5 separate regions of the Mus musculus genome follow, and regions 2, 3, 4 and 5 are each linked to region 1. The links are chromatin contacts, called in public promoter capture Hi-C maps. All regions are on one chromosome and are shown on one strand. The core of a region is the stretch at or near the end of the contact, and the rest is flanking DNA. Distances in the headings are between cores, read along the strand shown.

The links. Promoter capture Hi-C pulls out the DNA fragments that hold promoters and counts their contacts.
Region 2: a promoter capture Hi-C map of pre-B cells shows a contact between it and region 1, with 5 times the contacts expected there. The contact joins the promoter of Trim5 here to the promoter of Tpp1 in region 1. A contact is called at or near these places in 3 of 39 promoter capture datasets (liver and pre-B cells).
Region 3: a promoter capture Hi-C map of liver shows a contact between it and region 1, with 6 times the contacts expected there. The contact joins the promoter of Trim30c here to the promoter of Tpp1 in region 1. A contact is called at or near these places in 6 of 39 promoter capture datasets (the 3T3-L1 cell line, the C10 cell line, hippocampal neurons and 2 more).
Region 4: a promoter capture Hi-C map of embryonic stem cells shows a contact between it and region 1, with 5 times the contacts expected there. The contact joins the promoter of Rbmxl2 here to the promoter of Tpp1 in region 1. A contact is called at or near these places in 3 of 39 promoter capture datasets (all in embryonic stem cells) and 1 of 115 datasets of contacts at active chromatin or transcription factors (embryonic stem cells).
Region 5: a contact with region 1 is called in a promoter capture Hi-C map of liver, with 8 times the contacts expected there. The contact joins the promoter of Trim12a here to the promoter of Tpp1 in region 1. A contact is called at or near these places in 4 of 39 promoter capture datasets (liver, neutrophils and pre-B cells).

What each region holds. Positions count from the first base shown.
Region 1 is chr7:105,750,841-105,753,540 of GRCm38.p6, reverse strand. Tpp1 (tripeptidyl peptidase I) reads left to right here and starts at 1,306. Exons shown (of 13, transcript NM_009906.6): 1 at 1,306-1,370; 2 at 1,488-1,559; 3 at 1,812-1,951. The coding sequence starts at 1,354. It overlaps Dchs1 (dachsous cadherin related 1), which reads left to right. Exons shown (of 21, transcript NM_001162943.1): 21 at 1-552. The coding sequence ends at 83.
Region 2 is chr7:104,286,845-104,289,544 of GRCm38.p6, reverse strand. It overlaps Trim5 (tripartite motif-containing 5), which reads left to right and starts at 1,439. Exons shown (of 8, transcript NM_001310602.1): 1 at 1,439-1,464.
Region 3 is chr7:104,399,375-104,402,074 of GRCm38.p6, reverse strand. It overlaps Trim30c (tripartite motif-containing 30C), which reads left to right and starts at 1,297. Exons shown (of 8, transcript NM_001378693.1): 1 at 1,297-1,383.
Region 4 is chr7:107,208,187-107,210,886 of GRCm38.p6, reverse strand. It overlaps Rbmxl2 (RNA binding motif protein, X-linked-like 2), which reads right to left and starts at 1,442. Exons shown (of 1, transcript NM_029660.2): 1 at 1-1,442. The coding sequence starts at 1,377. The coding sequence ends at 220.
Region 5 is chr7:104,314,079-104,316,778 of GRCm38.p6, reverse strand. Trim12a (tripartite motif-containing 12A) reads left to right here and starts at 1,284. Exons shown (of 8, transcript NM_023835.2): 1 at 1,284-1,368. Gm15133 (predicted gene 15133) reads right to left here and starts at 1,748. Exons shown (of 7, transcript NR_040749.1): 1 at 1,671-1,748.

The sequences.
Region 1 (2,700 bases), core at 57-2,556:
GGGTAGCCCAGGGCCCCTCAGCTTCAGCACTCAGTACAGAGTCTGGCCTGGAGCCTCCGGATGACACAGAGCTGCGCATCTAGCTGTGGCCCTAACTGGGCCCCGACCTGGGACACGTCCAGTGTCCCCAAAGCAGGCCCCATTCTCAGCCTGCCCTGGGCAGCCTCGGACCATGACTGACTATGGGGAGGCCACCACCAGTCCCCTGCTCTCCACCTTAAACTCTTATAGCTGGGACAGGTCCCACATTTCTCTGCAGTTCCTTCAGCACTAGGACCACAGAGGGCCTGTTGGTCATGACCTGTGGCCAGATCCAGTGTGGAGAGAAATAAGAATGAGGCAACAGCCTTGGGTTCTCTTCAGCCAAGACTTCCTGCCCTGCACCAGCGCCCTGCGATGGAGCTGAGACTTTATTTATTGGGGGTTAGGGGGATGGGGAGGTCCCTCCAATCTGGGCCCAGCTCTTTTGGGTTCTTCTGACATCCCTGCCCCTGCCCAGAACAAGTGCCAATTCTCACTCTGGAGCCTTAATAAACTGCAGTTTGTATCCAGCCTCTGGCTCTGTTCTGTCAGGGTAACCAGAAGTCACTGGCGTAGCACTGTGGATACCTGGCACAGTAGCCAAGGAGGCCCAGAGGGAGGGCGGACAACAGGACATGTAGGAGTAGGGTTGGCACTGAGAGCTCAGAAGCCTAGCCTTGGGATCTCTGCTGCTTTCCCCTCTAACATGGTCAGGACTTGAACTGCAGTGGTTTCCTGCAGAGACTGACAGAGTAGGAAGCAGTCTAGGGTCCTAAGCCTGAGGGTCTGGAATAAGATATGGTGATTATTAAGAGTAGGTAAGTGAAGAAATCCCCAACCCCCCCCCCCCACACACACACACCTTGGAAACATGAAATGTCCACATTCATAAGAGCTCACATTAGTTGAGTCTGCCAGGTCAGTCTTGGCTCCATAGGCTTGCTTTATTGCAATGTCCACTTTTACTCCCAAGTATGAGGCACATTTCTTTTACGTAACAGTCACTGAATTTTAAGTGAAGAAACCTAGGCTCTGAGAGCTTGTTTTTCTAATATTGTACGGCCAGGAGCAGCCCATACCTATGGGGCTTCAGAGCCCACTCCTTTATGATTCCTTTAGAGACAGACAGACTTGGGCAGCAGGTGAAGAGGAGCCCTGGGCTTAGATGCTCAACACAGCATAGAATTCTAATAGCAGCCCCAGCATTCAGAACAGCTCATTTGGGAGGGAGGAGTCAGCAACGTCACTAGTTACTAGGCAGGGAGATGGGGGAGGTGCCAGACCATGCTCATGTGACTTATCACATGACTACAGATCAGCCTGAAAGCCAAAATGGGACTCCAAGCCCGGTGAGAAACTGAGGTGGGGAGGGTAGCTAAGGGGGATTACATTAGAGGGATTACATGTTGTAGAAGGAGTACAATGAGGGTTCGGCTCCTGATGAAACCCACCTGCTGTCCCTGCAGCCTCCTAGGGCTCCTTGCTCTCGTCATCGCCGGCAAATGCACTTACAACCCTGAGCCGGACCAGCGGTGGATGTGAGTTGATTTAGTACTACAGGTGCCTGTCTCTGCAGACGCTTGGTCCTAGCTTTCCTCATCCTCAACTGCTCCTAGTACCCACTCTGTAGCCTTATTCGACACCCCCTCGGCTTAATCTCTGGTCATTTATCTCCTATGATCCTTATCTGCATCTAGGATTCGACCCAAAGTCTCAGTTCTTAATCCCAAACTTTCCATGATCTGGATTTCTCGTTATGGCCTAATCAAATCATGTCCCTGACCCTGTAGGCTGCCTCCAGGCTGGGTGTCCCTGGGCCGCGTGGATCCCGAGGAAGAGCTGAGTCTCACTTTTGCGCTGAAACAGCGGAACCTGGAAAGACTCTCGGAGCTGGTGCAGGCTGTGTCGGATCCTAGCTCTCCTCAATATGGTGCCTATCAGTTGGGGCAGGAAGTGGGAGGCAGGACCAGGCAGGCACTGGCTGGTGCAGATCATGTAGGGCCATGTTTCTGGTATGACAGACAAATGACAATAACTGCCATATTCATACACACACACACACACACACACACACACACACACACACACCAAAATTTCCACCTGAGTTCTTCAGTCTTAAAACTAAGAACAAATCTAAGCCTAGTAGCATGAGGTAATAATCCTAGCTACTTGGACTAAAACAGGACGATTTTGAATCCAAGGCATGCCTGGGCAGTGTAGCAATATTGTCAACATTAAAACCAATTTTTTTTAGAGGCCTAGCTAGCTCATTGATAGGGTGGGTGCTTACGGAGCATATGAAAAACCCTAGGTTCAAGTGCCAGGAAGATGGTGGGTGTGGGGTAGCTAGCTGTGTTTAAGAACACATGATTCATAATCAGATCTAGATTGAAATGTTCACTTACCCTACCAGCTCTCAAATGGAGGACTAGCACTTAGTGTGTGTGCATGATCAAGTCATGGACCTTACCCCACTCTCATAGCCACTGCCACACCCTCCTCTGTTGCTAGTTCAAGTCCTAAATTGTCTTTGGATTAATCCACTCTGGCCATTCCTCTTGCTACCAACTCAGTTGTTTATTCTCTTTCTGGATTACTGCCCAGTACCCGGACTGGTTTGAAGCTTCCTCTCCTTCACCCCACTCCCCAGAACAGTCCCTTCTCTATTCTAGAGTATTC
Region 2 (2,700 bases), core at 190-2,689, 1.5 Mb after region 1:
TATGGATAGAGCACTAGCCCAGCATCCACAAGGACCGTGGTTCAATCACTGAAGTCAAAAGTCAAACTAAACAACAACAGCAAAAGTTCATGATCCCAGCACTAGGGAGGCTAAGGGAGCTAGAGCTCATTTAGGGTCAGTCTATCTGAAAGGAAGAAGAGTATAAGACAGTTGTAAGTATATGAAATAAATTCAAACTACAGAGTTATGTCTGCTGTCACTCATCATTCCATATATCAGTAGATCAGAGAATGTAGGGAAATAATTAGAGAGGCAAACAGGAAAGGGGATGAGACAGGTGATGGTGGCTTCTCCAACATTCACTCACACAACTGACTTTCTTTAATTAATTTGTGATTTATTGATTGATTCCTCTCTTTCTTTCTCCCTTCCTTTTTTCTTTGGAAAGCTTCAGGTGTTTCCCACGCCATCCTGATGTCAGTCACCATGGCTGAGGATGGCTTTGACCTCCTGATCCTCATGCAGCCAGCTGCAAGGCAGTGGCTTCCTGTGCCGGTTTGAATAACCATGGCCCCAAAGGCTAAGATCTTTTGAATACTTGGCTCTCAGCTATCAGGACACTGTTCAGGAAAGATTAGGGGTGTGGCATTCTTGGAGAAGGTATGGCATGGGTGCAAGCTTTCAGGATTCAATAGATTCTGACCAACACCACCATTCTCTCTCTGCCTCAGGTTTCTGTCAAGATTGTGTCTCCAGTTGTGACTTCTCACTTTCTGCTCCAGCACCGTGTCTCCCTGCCTGTTATCAGGCTCTCCACTGTGGTGGTCATGAACTCTAACCCATAGGAACTGTGTGTGCCAAATTAAACACTCTACTTGTAACTTGTCCTAGTCATGGTATTTATCAGAGCAGTAGAAGAGTAAGGAAGATAGACCGCAGGGGCCACCACAGCTGGTTTTGTACACTTCTGAGGACCATCCCAGTGCTCCATGCTTGATAGGTAAGCACTATGTCAACTGAACCTCATTCCCAGCTCTACAGATTTCCCCCTTCTAATCCATTAGTGCTGAGTCACTATATAGGTGTTCAATACACCTCTAAGCCAAATAGGAACCTCCAAGACATTCTGGTGAGGGACTCCTAAAAGGGAGGAAATGAATGGGTGGATCAGATCAGCACTGGAAAAGGACTAAGTCTGTTCGTTCAGCCACATAATACATAATCTGGAGGAGACCATGGGGCAGCTGGTGAGCCCTCTACAGCTCATTACTCTCTGCTGTGAGGGTGGTGAGGTGTTTCTGCCTGGCTCTGCACATAACTCCTCCCCAGTTTCCAGAGCCAGCCAATGCTGATATGAGGGTAACTTCCTCAGTCAGTGGGGTTCTGCAGGCTTATGCAAAGGCATCTCATTGGTCTGTAGAGTTGTGGTTTCTGTTTCATTTCCAGAGCTCAAACTTTCCTTTCTCTAGATTTTAGCCGGAAATACCTTGAAGTTCTGGATTGGTGAGTTAATTCTCCCTGGTTTACAACTTTCTGGCGTCTGATAACGGGCTGAGCAATTTTAGGGGGCAGACTTTTGAAGACTTTGAAAGGAGAACATTGCTTTTGCTTGGGTCAGTTTATCCTGTAAAAGCGGGGGAGGGGAAGGGGGAGGGGCTACTGGCCTCTGTTTGAAAATGCAAATGGGGGAGCTTGAGGGAGGTGCCTCCTCAACAACAACAACAAAAAACCAACAACAACAACAAAAAAAAAACTACTTTAAAGATGCCTGTTGTCCAGATTTAGTCTCCCCCTTCCGATTCACAATCTGTAATTTTGAATTGTACCTTGTCGACGAGATCCAGAACATTGTTGTCTATGACAGTCATTCTTTTTTCAGGCAGCAAAGCTGGATCAGAGCCTCTGCTTTTTAAAGCGTTTTTGTTTGATAAAGTGGTACTTCCGCATACTCTAGAGCTTTGGTTCTTTACCGGATCGGACCCGTTTGAATGACCTTTTCACGGGAGTTTCACTTTAGATATCTCGCATGTCATACATTCATATTATGATTCACAACAATAGAAAAATATAGTTAAGAGGTAGCAAAGACGACAGTTTTATGGTTGGGGTCAATACAACACGAGGAAGTTTTCTAAAGAGTTGAAGCATTAAGAAAGTTGCAAAATACTCCTCTAAGAGTCCCAGAGTTTCTCTCAGTTTAGTACCAGAGACTGAGAGCCTGTTATTTAATCACCGACCCTGTTTGACAGTCCCAAGCCCGGGAATAACTTCAGCTATTTCCTTCTCCTTCAGATATTTTCTCCATACCAATATAAACTTCAGCCCAGCTTGAGATTCCAGATACACAGGAGGCAGAAGGATTATAAATTGATGGCCATCATCAGCAACTCAATAAGACTCATTCATAGAATATTTTTTTAAAAGACATCTGTGACTTAGTTCAGTGATAGGGTACTTTTCAAGCTTTGGGTTCAGTTCCCACGCAGAGGGGAAGGGGTGTTTGAAGATGGGAAAACTACTATGAGCATGCTCCAATGACACATCTGAAGATTTTCCCCGAAGTGCCAGCTTTTGTAAGGTTTCTTGGAGAGAGGATATGTTTTATGTTGCCCAGACTGGTCTCCAGCTTTTCTGACAGCCCCACTTCCAAGTCTCTGTAGTGTCAGGAGCACATGACTGCAACAGCCTCTTTCTACCTTTAAAGAATGAAAATTAAATTTTTGTTTGATGTTAAAAATG
Region 3 (2,700 bases), core at 48-2,547, 1.4 Mb after region 1:
CAGTTATCAGGACACTGTTCAGGAAAGATTAGGAGTGTGGCATTCTTGGAGAAGGTATGGCATGGGTGCAAGCTTTCAGGATTCAATAGATTCTGACCACCACCACCATTCTCTTTCTGCCTCAGGTTTGTGCCAAGATAGTGTCTCAAGTTGTGACTTCTCACTTCCTGCTCCAGCACTGTGTCTCCCTGCCTGTTATCAGGCTCTCCACTGTGGTGGTCATGAACTCTAATCCATTTAACTTGAGCCCCAAGTCAAACACTTTCTTTATAACTTGCCCTAGTCATGGTGTTTATCCCAATAGTAGAAGAGTAAGGACGACAGATGACACGTGTGTGTGTCTCCACACCTGATTTAGTACAGCGCTTAGGTTCCATCACTGGGCTCCATCACTTAGGTTCTAGGTGAACACTAGGCCCAGAGAAGCCCATTCACAACCCTACAGATTTCTACCTTCTAGTCAGGGAATGTTACATCAGTATTGTTGCTCTTTAATACAAATCCTAAATCAAATGGAAACAACTAAGACATTCTGGTGAGGGAGCCCTGGAAGGGGGAAATGAATGCATGGGTCAGATCAACACTGTGAAAGGACTAGGTCTTTTCAGCCACAGAATACATAATCTGGGGACATCATGGGGCAGCTGGAGAGCCCTCTGCAACTCACTACTCTCTCTGCTGTGAGGGTAGTGAGGTATTTCTGCCTGGCTCTGCACATGACTCCTCCCCATCCTGTCCCTGATGGATGAGGAATCTTGCTTGTGTGGCAGCTTCCCTGAACTGCAACTTCCTTCCTGTTCTCATCCTACAAGAGTCCAGCTCCAACCTCAGAGGAACACTGCAGCTTTCTGTCCCTAGTCTTGTTTTTTCCTTCCCTTTGGGCCACACTTGCCACCTAGGCAAAGCCAGCACAGGAGCTCAGGTGCAGGAGAAGCCCATGGGGAAAGCTTTCTTTCCATCACAGGCAGATTTCCAGAGGGTCAGGAACTTTTTGGATGATTGTATCATGAGTCTGAACAAGTGACATAACAAGTTCCTGTAGCTCTGAAAATGTCCCAAGTTACTGGAAGGCAGAGCTGACCTAAGGCAACTGACTCCCTCTGGTAGTAAAACCCCAGTTAATAATGGGGTACCACCCTGTTGGTTGATAGTTCTGTGGTTCCTTTTTCTCAGTTCCACCCCTCAAAGTCTTAACTTTCATTTCTCTTGTGGTTCACCAGAGCCCGTGACTAAATTCTTAGAAGCTTAGTGACTAAGTTCTCAGGGTATAGACTTTGCTCCTCTCCATGATTCTGGGTCATTTGGTTGGTGTTTGAAGGTGTGAGAACAATATTAGACTGCAGAGTTGGGAGGAATTTAGAAGAAAGCACTGTCTCTGCTTTGGTGAGTTTAATTTGAAACTAAGAAGGAAGGGGAGGTGGAGAACTGCTGGCTTTCTGCTGAGTGTTCTGGGCCTAGGAGTCAGAGGGAAGGGTGGCCTGGGGAAATAGCTCTCATGGGCTGAAGAGATCCGGTTATTTCTCCAAATTTACTCTCTTCTTTCCTAATCTTTAATTTTGAGTTGCACATGAATCTCCTGCTCCAAGAGAGAAACTGCTCTCCCTCAAAAGTAGAGCCAGGGCAGAGTTTGAAAACAAAAGTTTAAGATTTATCTGAGTAATAATGGATTTACCCATGATTCTATGGATTCATTCCCTATGTTTCTGTCCCTGTGATTAGAAGTCCTGACCTTCCTGCAGCTACCTATTCATGTATGCCACTCCAACCTCAGTAGAATCTGTGTGACAAGTTCCACAGACTGAGGTGAAAACTTCAAAAGAAGGAGGCCTCCTAGAACCAGTTGTGGAACTCTTGGCTGAAATAAAATATTGAGCCCTAGTTCTCATGGCAATTTATCTGTTTTATCTTTTTTATTCATTTTTTTATTTACAAGATGTTCCTGATAGCTTAGGCTAAGATCTTAAGTAAGAATAATGGGTAAGAAACCATCCCTTGAGATGGGGTCACTAACCATGGCCTTATCTCTGGAAAAACCAACATTTCACTTTATAAATCATGCATAAGATAGAATTGATAACTAAAAACTTTCCCAACAATAAAATTTTACATGGCTGCACATGTATCATTGGAAATAGGCTTTCGTATATTGTTTAAGAAAGCCTTAAATAAAAAGAATAAAAATACTTCAAATATATGCTTTGAAGATTTACAGAAAATCAGGTACTAGATGTTAAACAACAACTGATCATAAAAATGTATTAACTTGTTCTTGGAAATTTGCCACTAGCCTTAGATGATTTTTGTATTTTACTATGCCAAATGATTATAATAATATCTGTTCTACCTGACTGCTTCACTGAACACACTTTTCTTAGAAGTTGTAGTACTTGAATGAGAGAGAGAGGAAGAAAGGGAGAAAGGGAGAGAGGAAGAAAGGGAGACAGACAGAGGCAGGCAGACAGACACAGGGAGAGACAGAGGGAGTATGAGAGAGAAAAAACACTGGAGAAGCACACTTTCAGGAAGTGTCAGATTTCTATTCCTTTGGAACATGATGTCCCTATAGATCTCATCCTAAACTCATGGAATTGTCCAGTGTCAGCCTCCACAGCTGCAGAGATTACAGGTAAACATTACTGCCCCAGGACTTTTCTACTGTTCAAGAAATAAGCACCTGATTGAGTTTAATGATATAAAAGA
Region 4 (2,700 bases), core at 193-2,692, 1.5 Mb before region 1:
AACGTTTAACAATTCCAAAATGAAATTAAACGAGTTTTAACTTTTTTTTTGCCTCTCAAATGCATAAAATTGCAGAGGAAGTTAACAAGGGGGGAAAAAAATCTTAAAACGGTAAAAATAAGAAAAACAACTCTTCTTAGGACTAGTCCTTGGATGAGTTACCAGGAAACTGATTCTTCTTTTTCTAGACTTCCGATGCCAGTCCTGAGGCCAGCGGGCTCAGTACCTGCTCCGGCCTCCCCCTCGCTCCAGGCGGCTTCCCACGCGGCCTCCGCCCCTCGGGGGCGCCCGGCGGCCCGAGCGGCTGTAGGAATCCCGCGGCGCCGGGCAGTTTCGTTCTACAGACGGCGGCAGCCCGCGCTCCGGCCTACCCACGCGCTCACGGCCACTCGAGTAGCGCTCGCTGCGGTAGCTGTCGCGGCCGCCATAGCCGTCGGGCGAGCAGCCTCGGTACTCGTCATAGCGGCCCCCGCCGTAAGATGGCGGTGGCCCTCGGGCAGGACCGGCGCCACGCGGGTCCCCGTAGCTGTCGAAGGGGTCGCGGTAGGAGCCTCCGCTAGGATGCTCGTAGTCGCGCTCGCGGCCGCCGTAGCCGTCGCGCTCACAGTAGCCCCGGGAAGGGCATTCGTCTCGCGCGCTCGAGTGGCCATAGTCGCGGTAGGTGTAGTCGCGGGGCGAGGGCGCGAAGTCGCGCGGGTCCCGGGCGCTCGGGTAGTCGCGGCTCGAATAGCTCTCCCGGGGCGAGTAGCCCTCGTCGCGCGGGCCCAGGTACGGGTCGCGGCGCGGCGGTGGCAGCTCCCGGCGCGGCGGGCCCCCGTAGCCGTCTCGTCCCCGGGAGCCCGCCGCCCGCCCGCGAATTCCCGCGCCGCTGCGCGCGGGGCCCGACGGCGCTGCTCTTTTGGGCGGAGGCCCGGCCCGGCGCGGCGGCGGCCCGCGCTTCAGTGGCATGGGGGCCCGCGAAGGCCGCAGGTCGAAATCCCCCGTGTAGCCGCCTTCGTCGGCCGACCCGCCCCGGGAGGGAGGGCGCCTCGGGCCGCCGCCACGGGTCCCGCGCAGGCCCCTCGGGCGGCCGCGGCTTCGGGGAGGAGGGGGCCCGCGCCGGCCGCTCTCGAACACCGGCTTGGTGGCTTGGGCCACTTTGATGGCCTTACCATCCAGGGACTTGCCGTTCATGTCTCGGGCTGCGGCCTTGGCGTCCGCGGGGTTCTCGAAGGTGACGAAGGCGAAGCCTCTGGACTTGGAGGTTTCCCGGTCCTTCATCAGGAGCACCTCGATGATGCGGCCATACTTGCCGAAAGCGGTTTCGAGGCCCTTCTCGTCGGTCTCGAGGTTGAGACCGCCGATGAAGAGCTTCCCTGGACGGTCGGCTTCAACCATGTCGGCAGCAGCGACGGCAGCAGCGGCGATTGAGGTGGTGAAGAGCCGAGAGACGGCGCGACACTGAGCTCCTCGGCTGGTCCAGACCGCCTCCTACCGGTCGGGGAGCGCTGTGCGTAGGCGGGAGGGCGGAAGGCAGGGCCCGGCGGCCCCTGAGCCACGGGCGACTCCTGCCTGTGATTGGTCGGCAGGTCCGCACCTCAAGCGAGTGTCTCGGGGAGGCGGAAACTGGTTTGTGGCTTCGGTGGGCTCTCCCGGCTCACTCTGCTGGCCCTGGCTTCACGTGTGGGCCCCGTCCCAGAAGCGCGGCTGAATTCAAAAGCCGTTAGGCGAAGAAGAAAGAAAGTTCCATTGCTCTTAATGAGAAGAATCCCAAAGCATTCCAAACCTAGTTACCCACACGAGTTTAAAACAAACAAACAAACAAACAAACAACCCCCTGGAAAATGAAATTAGGAGTCGTTTAAAAGATTTAGAACGGAGTTTGTATATAAAGCTTAGTCATGAGATGCGGGGTTTATTTTTTCCCCTGAAGGGAAGAAGGTGTTGGAAGGGGAATCAACAGTGGAATAGATGGATTTACTTATTATTATTATTATTATTATTATTATTATTATTATTATTATTATTTACTTAAACCTTTGTCCGTTTGGTCTCATATGTGTACACGAAAATGGTTTTCACATTTCTTCCTGCCAGTTTGTAAGGTTTAATCCTAACCATGATTATCTTGTCTATTTCTCCTCCTTTTTAAAACTTCTCTTATAAAATGGTTTGTCATATTTTTCCTCAGCTGTGGAAGAAGTTTCTTATTCCATTTTCTCTAATGTTCTCTAAGTTTATAAATGTGCTTAGTTTGATGCCTAATCTTTCACGGGTGTGTGTATCCATGTAACCATGACCCCCACACGTCAAGATGCCTACCAGTCCCCTCACTGGAACTCTCCCATTGTATTTCCATCAGAACAGTGCCTGCTTTCCTCACAATTGGGCTCACTGTTTTCTCATCTACCACAAGTGGAATTTTCCTGTTCTTTGGCTTTATATACATTTACTTCTGTAATCACAATGAACTCTTGTGATTTTGCTGATTCACCCAGCATATTTTGTGATTTATCTATGTGACTAGTGTGATATTTTTAAAATATTTCTTATATAGTTCTTTTGCATCCTTTCTCCCTCTCTTTGGTGAACATTGGAACATCCACCACTCTGGAGAGTGCCTCCTTCCTAACCAAATCATTTAGGAAACCTGACCCCAAAATACATTTGGATTCCATTTAATTCCATTTTGCACTGTTAACACCTTCATACAAGCTACAG
Region 5 (2,700 bases), core at 35-2,534, 1.4 Mb after region 1:
CCAGCACCGGGGAGGCTAAGGGAGCTAGAGCTCATTTAGGGTCAGGCTATCAGAAAGGAAGAAGAGTATAAGACAGTTGTAAGTATGTGAAATAAATTCAAACTACAGAGTTATGTCTGCTGTCACTCATCATTCCATATTTCAGAAGACAGAGACTGTAGGGAAATAATTAGAGAGGCAAACAGGAAAGGGGATGAGACAGGTGATGGTGGCTTCTCCAACATTCACTCACACAACTGACTTTCTTTAATTAATTTGTGATTTATTTATTTATTCTTCTCTTTCTTTCTCCCTTCCTTTTCTCTTTGGAAAGCTTCAGGTGTTTCCCATGCCATGCTGATGTCAGTCACCATGGCTGAGGATGGCTTTGACCTCCTGATCCTCATGCAGCCAGCTGCAAGGCAGTGGCATCCTGTGCCGGTTTGAATAACAATGGCCCCAAAGCCTAAGATCTTTTGAATACTTGGTTCTCAGCTATCAGGACACTGTTCAGGAAAGATTAGGAGTGTGGCATTCTTGAAGAAGGTATGGCATGGGTGTAAGCTTTCAAGATTCAATAGATTCTGACCACCAACACCATTCTCTCTCTGCCTCAGGTTTCTGTCAAGATTGTGTCTCCAGTTGTGACTTCTCACTTTCTGCTCCAGCACCATGTCTCCCTGCCTGTTATCAGGCTCTCCACTGTGGTGGTCATGAACTCTAACCCATAGGAACTGTGAGTGCCAAATTAAACACTCTACTTGTAACTTGTCCTAGTCATGGTATTTATCAGAGCAGTAGAAGAGTAAAGAAGATAGACCACAGGGGCCACCACAGCTGGTTTTGTACACTTCTGAGGACCATCCCAGTGCTTCATGCTTGATAGGCAAGCACTATGTCAACAGAACCTCATTCCCAGCTCTACAGATTTCCCCCTTCTAATCCGTTAGTGCTGAGTCACTATATAGGTGTTCAATACACCTCTAAGCCAAATAGGAACCTCCAAGACATTCTGGTGAGGGACTCCTAAAAGGGAGGAAATGAATGGGTGGATCATATCAGCACTGGAAAAGGACTAAGTCTGTTCGTTCAGCCACATAATACATAATCTGGAGGAGACCATGGGGCAGCTGGTGAGCCCTCTACAGCTCATTACTCTCTGCTGTGAGGGTGGTGAGGTGTTTCTGCCTGGCTCTGCACATAACTCCTCCCCAGTTTCCAGAGCCAGCCAATGCTGATATGAGGGTAACTTCCTCAGTCAGTGGGGTTCTGCAGGCTTATGCAAAGGCATCTCATTGGTCTGTAGAGTTGTGGTTTCTGTTTCATTTCCAGAGCTCAAACTTTCCTTTCTCTAGATTTTAGCCGGAAATACCTTGAAGTTCTGGATTGGTGAGTTAATTCTCCCTGGTTTACAACTTTCTGGCGTCTGATAAAGGGCTGAGCAATTTTAGGGGGCAGATTTTTGAAGACTTTGAAAGGAGAACATTGCTTTTGTTTGGGTGAGTTTATCCTGTAAAAGCGGGGGAGGGAAAGGGGGACGGGCTGCCGGCCTCTGGCTGAAAATGCAAATGGGGGAGCTTGAGGGAGGTGCCTCCTCAACAACAACAACAACAAAAAACTACTTTAAAGATGCCTGTTGTCCAGATTTAGTCTCCCCCTTCCGATTCACAATCTGTAATTTTGAATCGTACCTTGTCGACGAGATCCAGAACTTTGTTGTCTATGACAGTCATTCTTTTTCCAGGCAGCAAAGCTGGATCAGAGCCTCTGCTTTTTACTGCGTTTTTGTGTGATAAAGTGGTACTTCCGCATACTCTAGGGCTGTGGTTCTTTACCGGATCAGACCCGTTTGAATGACCTTTTCACGGGAGTTTCACTTTAGATATCTCGCATGTCATACATTCATATTATGATTCAAAACTGTAGAAAAATATAGTTAAGAGGAAGCAAAGACCACAGTTTTATGGTTGCGGTCAATACAACACGAGAAAGTTTTCTAAAGAGTTGCAGCATTAGGAAAGTTGCAAAATACTCCTCTAAGAGAACCAGAGTTTCTCTCAGTTTAGTAACAAAGACTGAGAGCCTGTTATTTAGTCATCGACCCTGTTTGACAGTCCCAAGCCCGGGAATAACTTCAGCTATTTCCTTCTCCTTCAGATATTTTCTCCATACCAATATAAACTTCAGCCCAGCTTGAGATTCCAGATACACAGGAGCAGAAGGATTATAAATTGATGGCCATCATCAGCAACTCAATAAGACTCATTCATAGAATATTTTTTTAAAAGACATCTGTGACTTAGTTCAGTGATAGGGTACTTTTCAATCTTTGGGTTCAGTTCCCACGCAGAGGGGAAGGGGTGTTTGAAGATGGGAAAACTACTATGAGCATGCTCCAGTGACACATCTGAAGATTTCCCCCAAAGTGCCAACTTTTGTAAGGTTTCTTGGAGAGAGGATATGTTTTATGTTGCCCAGACTGGTCTTCAGCTCTTCCGACAGCCCCACTTCCAAGTCTCTGTAGTGTCAGGAGCACATGACTGCAACAGCCTCTTTCTACCTTTAAAGAATGAAAATTAAATTTTTGTTTGATGTTTAAAATGTCAAATTAAAAAAAAAAAGTTTGAGAGAGAGATGTGTGATTAGGGATATCATGGCTTTGCTCAAGCTGATCTAGGTGCCCAGAAGACATCCTGTCAAGGTTGATTTTGTGGGTTTTGC